Regions from separate parts of the Gossypium hirsutum genome. Here region 1 is linked to region 2. The links are chromatin contacts, called in public Hi-C maps. All regions are on one chromosome and are shown on one strand. Each heading gives the region's core, a stretch centred on a gene start, on an enhancer-like site or on the middle of the called end of the contact. The rest is flanking DNA. Distances are from core to core; before and after follow the strand shown. Region 1 has its middle 6.3 kb from the start of LOC121216558. Region 2 has its middle 27 kb from the start of LOC107899048.

Region 1 (3,155 bases), core at 288-2,787, 87 kb before region 2:
TAATTTCATAAATAATTTCAATTTTCAGGAATTTGAGCTTGAAGACCGGGAATCTGGATTTCTTTTTCCATTTTTGTGTTTAGAATTCATTTGATGCGTAAAGAAGATCAATGGCGTATTTATGGGTCTGGCAGGGCCCGAATCTCTTAAAATGAAAAATTATCTATTTAAGCTCTTTAAAAATTTTAAAATTGTAAATTAGTAAATATAAAATTACACTTTAACCCCCTTAAAAATAATAAAATTTTAGTTTAATTCTTTAAAAATTATAAAGATATAAACTATTAAAAATTAAAATTTAATTTTTAACTCTAAAGGTGTTGTAGAACATGATACGAATATGAAATTAGTTCTTTTGTTGTATTATTTTTATTTTAATTACGATTTCACCCTTAAATTAGAGATCACTAAAAATATACGAATATGTGATGTCAATCTGTTTTCTGCAATGGATGGTTTCTGGGCTCCAAGTAGGTTCTTAAATTTAATGTTTTTCACGATAAAAATAATATGGAAGTTTTGTACTAAAAGTTAGATTACATTTTATCTTTTTATTAAAAAATAGATAAATTAATTCTTGTTTCTTAAAACAAAGAGCAAATTAATCATTTTTGTTAAAAATTTCATTCATTTGTATTATTAAAAACTAACATGGCTAATGGAATAACCAAACAGACATGTGACATGCCACATGTACCTCATGTTGATGTACATGGACTAGTTTTTAATAGTAGAAATAGATAGAATTTTTAATAGAAAGACCAGTTTGGTATTTGATTTAACATACATGGACTAATTTGCATATTTTTTTAATAGAGGGGATAAAATTCAATTCAACTTTTCATATAGAGGCCTCCATGATACTTTTACCATATATTTGCTCATGTTATTTAAAATTTAGTGTTTAATAATGTTTATGATTTTATAATTATTTAATCTTAATATTTTTAATAACTTTTATATTTTTAATATTTTTTGGCTGGTCAAATTCAATGGAACACCATTAAATATTTTTGACCAAAATGTATACTAGAAGAATAGTTGATGTAAAAAAAAATGGTTGAGGTGATTATGACAAATCTTTGGACGTTGTAGATTTGCATTTGGGATGGTTCTGACATGCAAAGATTGTCAACATTTGATATTAAAAAGCTTTTAGCTTCTTCAAGTTTGAATATTCATGTAATTTTCAGTATGCCGTAAAAATCATGAAATTTTGGATGTGAAAAGCACCATTATGTCAACATAATGCGAGTAACTTGTAAAAATCATGGAATTTTCATCGGCCACTCTGATGGTGAATGAAAAATGTGCCACAACCCTTCATTGATGATTGAATGCAACACAAATAGCCCTTAAAGCTTTATATATCAAAACAATCATTTGGGGTAAGAGCCGTAGACAGCCTCTTCAAAGCAAGCCCCAAGGGATGCTTCATGATTTTATCATCATCCCTTGATTCAACACAAGCGTCCCTCGACCCTTCTAAGAGTACAATAGCGTCTCTCTGCAATACCAAACCACCCCATATTTATGTGTTACAACATATTTAAGTTTTAAAACATATTTAAGCATCCAATTATGGAAATATATATATATATATATATATATAAGGCTCAAAGAAAAATTACAAAAGAAACAACTTTAATAATAACAAGCACAACAAGCTTCAAGTTTTTAGGACCAATCCCCACATTCTTGTCAGTCCAAGCCCTCTTCAAATATTGGGTCAGTTTAAGAAAAAAGGTTTCAAGTTACAAAATTGGCCCAAACGATCAAGTTAAGGTCCATAACTGCAATTATCCCTTTTGCAAGAGAACCAATGTCTTCCTTCCTTTTATTATTATCTTTCTGACGAACCTGAAATACCAAGTAACTGAAGACAAGACTTAGATCTAGCTAAATTTGATGAAACGGCAGCTGTCACATGTAAACAGTATGCCAATGTAAGCAAACAACTTGCTTTATTATGGTAATCTTCCTTTAACCTTAAAGAAACCCTAATCTCATCATGTTAAGGTTGCTTATATCAGAATCATAATTTTATTCTTTTTTGTTTCTTTCTATATACAGTTCCTTGCTGCAGCAGACTGATGGCTCTAAATCCTAAATCTTACTTTCTTTCTACGGTAATGAAGGAATTATGGCACTATAATCTATGAACAACTTACCTTGCCAAGTAAGGATACAATTGGTTTATTATTTAACAGGCTAAAGCAGGACACCCAAAAAAAAAAAAAGCTTTGAATATGACCAACTAGAAGCAGTGAAATGTTTAGGGTCTGAAGGCCAAAATTTGCTTGCAAGTTAAGACTGACAGCTTGAAATAACCTAATTCAACTTCAGCTATCCCTCCTTAACCTATACTCTTCACTGCTTTTGTGTTAGTAGTTATCAAGGTGGTTTTATCAACATATATAAAATTTTGTAGGTATGAATTTCTGATGAAATTATGGTATGCGTAAATGAGTAATTGAGCTTTTTTGTCATTTTTATTTGGAAATTGTTATATAACATTGCCTCTTCAATACTAAAATACAGCCTCGGATATATATATATATATATATATATCTCAATTCAGTATTTTTGTGTAGGTATAATGTTTATTTTGATCCTTTGATATATTTATTTTTATTATATATATAGAAAGATTTGTATTAGTTGGATTAGAAAGATTTTTATTTATTTATTTTTTGTTAGGCCCATTTGGCCATGAATATTTTCATAATCCTGGTGTGCGGAAAAAAATTATTTTTGAAAATTTAAAAATACATCTATTAAATAAGAATTTAATTTCAACTTGACAAATAATTATGATCGCATTATATTTTATATCTAAATAATTAGATTATGAAATTAGAAATTTCAAGATAAATTTAAAAATATAATATTAAAAATTTCCATAAATAATTTTATTAATTTATTTTCATACATAAAGTGGAAAAAAAAAAGAATTCATAAAAGAAGAGAGACGACACCATAAAATTAAAATCAAGGTAAAAATGACTTATAAAAACACTTCAAGAAAAATAAGTCTTTTCATAAAATAACTTTCTCTTTCTTCACACAATCAACCTTAAATTTTCATTGTAAAAATTTTTATTTTTTGCGCATTAATTTTTTTACCATTATTTTATTTCTCTCAATTTTTTTCA
Region 2 (3,294 bases), core at 440-2,939:
GAAACACTTAAATTGAAAAAAAAAATTCAATTATCTACAAATTATCAACTTCAATGTATTCGTCAAACCTAGAATGTTTTTGAAAATTGAGAGGCCGAAATTGTGGAAACAAAGATTGTTCACCTTTTATATTTTATTGATGACCATTGCAATTGTTTTAAAATAAGGTTGTAATATGTCCCATGTGTGCGTAAATTAAATACTATGCATTCATTACTTTTTTTTTCCTCCATGAGTGCGTCCTTCAACTTTCCCACTTTAATTTCCTTGAAGATACTAAAAGCAATTGTTTCTGATTTGATTGTTGACAGCAAATCATAATTACATTCAAGATTATGGTGACACTCACAACTGTTGTTACTTACTTTTTCATTGGAATAATTAATTTCTATAAATACACAAATAAGATGATTGTGTCTCAAGATGATTCATTCTGTTGTTCAATGACCGAAGATAGGTAGAAGATGATTAGAGGAATAGTAGAGGTTTACTTAAAGTAGGAAAGTCAAGTATTTTGGGTTGTTCGGGCTCTCATGTTGAGGTCTTAGTTTATATACATGGTTCTTACCCTATCTCAAGGTGCCATGTGGCATTACGTGGTTTGGGCATTGGCATTGGGCAAGTGTCCTATCCCAATTGATATAAGTAGGGTGGTGTTGTGATGTGTATAGAGACTCCTAGGATTGGACAAAATGATCAGCGTGTAAGGCTCGTTTAATATGGTGGTGATTGATATCGATACATTGCAAAGATTTATTGAGTAAAATATCTGCTTGTTGGTCGAAGGGTTGACCCGGCCGCAAAGTGTCCTTGAGCCAAAGCTCGTTATTAAAGAGTTTTAATTAGAGAAGCTTAAGTGAAGTATGAGCTAAATGTTAAGTGGCGAGGTTTAACAATTGTCACTGAAAATTACCCTGTAAAGGAATCGGGGAGAAATAGTAAAAAGAAGATATGTGTGCAATGCAAAATGGGAAGCAAGAAAGCAATAAGAGGAAAATGGTGCGGGTATTCAAAGCATAGAGGATTTTGGTAGGTGAAAATAAAATCAGTGATTTGAAGTCTATAGTGGACCACTTCCTCCACTCCACTCGACAGACACAACGCGGATAGCAAGCTGGATCAACATCCCAATCTCAACCACAGTTTTACGTACTACTACTTTATGTCCACAAAATCTGTTTCATAATTAAAATAGATTAATAATTGCTTTTTCAATTTCGAATATTATTGTATATACCTTAACACCAAATTTTCATCCCCAACACTCAGATGCCAACTTACTATCGGTCCCCGTGCAATCCCTGATACCCCATTCAATTAAGATCTAATTATGCTGTAGTTTCTATACTATTTGCATATTTGACATTTACTGCATGTATTTTTATTTTAAAATATTAGTTCTGTTATAACTCTATCTTGATCTAGACATGTGGGATCACGCGAATCAACTTAAGAAGTATTCTTGGACTGTCCTCCAACTTGCACCGCCAGTGATCAACCACATGCATACTTCATCTTCCATTAGGTTGCCTGCTAAATAGCGGACCCTTCATTAAAAGCGGGTACATACTTATTCTTCAAGATGAGACCATTAAGGTTAATAATCTTGTACTATTTGAGCAAAAGGAATGTCAAGGTAATATTCGCTTAACAACAAACAAGGTGTAATGGCCTTGCCACCTGGCCGATCATGCGCTCATGATATCTTGAAGTTGTCGACGACGTGACACTAGGAATCTTTCCCCTATATATGCCCCAACACATGATGATAAGAGGATCTTCTTTCCCTTTCAACGACCTTAAAGCATCCAACCCAACACATAATCTCCCCTACTCACCTTAAACTCTCTTCTCGTAATTTCTCTCACTTCAGCTCTTCTCCTATCAAGATGAACCGACCTCTTTGTCACCACCATTATTTCCTTCCTTGTTGTATCCCATATCAATAAATTTCTTTACTTTTTTTATTTAAAACTTGAATATCTAATCTTTTGATTCACGAATTGAATGTCAATTTATAATACTATAAAATAAAATCGTTAAATTGAATAATTTAGCATTTTTAAAGTAAAAAGCTAGTCAAGTGGCCATTTTAGAGTCTCATGCATGCCATTTAAGCAAAAAATATAAATGCTAAAGAATCTTACAATATCATATATAGAATAAAAAAAAACTTACAGTCCTAGACTTGACATTTTTATTTTCTTTTTTGGTGAAAAGAAAACAAAAACATAGGGGTCACAAAGACTTAAACCAAAACCCCTATAGAAGGGTGTTCAAATAATTGTAAAACGTCCTCGTTGCTATGATCCATTTTTGTAAGATAATTTGTAACTTTATTTTTTTCTCTGGACACATGTTGGACACGTCATTGAACTATTTTTGCCAGCAACTGGTGGATTCGTCTAACCAAAGCTGAATTCGAGTAAATTAAGTTATTCTCTTGAATAACCTGAACTGCTTCCATACTATCTGTATTAATCAACACTCTGTCAAATCCCTATTCTAATAAAAGAGTCAAGCCCTCAAAGATGCCCCATAGTTCAACCTCCAAAACTTAACAAACTCCCAAAAACTTTTTTGCTTATTTGACCTTTCAAGCATGCAATATTGGCTAGTGACTAAATTTTTTATTTTAAAAAATACCACGTAATTCAATTTAACGAAATTCCTTTGACGGTGTTATCAATTGGACTCTAATGATTAAGAAAATATTGTAAAGGGACTAAATTATCGGGATTAAAAGTATAAAAGACTAATTTTTAAATATGAAAAAAGTAGAAAGACCTAGAACATAATTAGACCTTCCGTATGAAATTGATTAGATTGTCTGATATGATTAAAGTAAGGGTTGAAATCACAAATTCATTGTCTAGAACATTGGATAGATTGACAATACATGTGTACATAATTTCAATGGGCAACTAAGTAGTGATTGTGAATTATAAATTTTGTTTGTTTTTTTTATCAAATAGATTAGTGGTCAAGGCTTTGCGGTTTGACAAAGCTCCCTTTGAATTTCTACGGCTTCTTTTAGTTTGAGTGTGACTTTAAGAGAAGGCCAAGAAGTAAATTACAAATGTAAAGATTTTTATTTTTATTTTATTTAGAAGACGATAATGGAAAAGCCTTGGATTAGGAGACTTGTCAGATGCCTGGCTTTTCGGTTACATAGGCATGTTAGGAAAAGCCCGTGCATGCATGGCCGTCATAAATTTGCCTTATATGAATAGCTATAATTATAGTTATAATTATAATATAACAATAATGCACATGTCAAAGAAAGAGATGCAT

The links. A called contact is a pair of places that touch in the nucleus more often than the background predicts.
Region 1: a contact with region 2 is called in a Hi-C map of petal, with 10 times the contacts expected there. The contact joins two enhancer-like sites. A contact is called at or near these places in 11 of 34 Hi-C or Micro-C datasets (hypocotyl, leaf, petal and 1 more).

What each region holds. Positions count from the first base shown.
Region 1 is chrD04:47,874,178-47,877,332 of Gossypium_hirsutum_v2.1, reverse strand. No RefSeq gene overlaps it. Among protein-coding and RNA genes, the nearest start is that of LOC121216558, 6.3 kb to the left of the region's middle. Within about 2 kb of position 1,537, at least 3 of the 9 cell types and tissues checked have an H3K27ac peak or open chromatin away from gene starts, as enhancers often do.
Region 2 is chrD04:47,787,451-47,790,744 of Gossypium_hirsutum_v2.1, reverse strand. No RefSeq gene overlaps it. Among protein-coding and RNA genes, the nearest start is that of LOC107899048, 27 kb to the right of the region's middle. Within about 2 kb of position 1,689, at least 2 of the 9 cell types and tissues checked have an H3K27ac peak or open chromatin away from gene starts, as enhancers often do.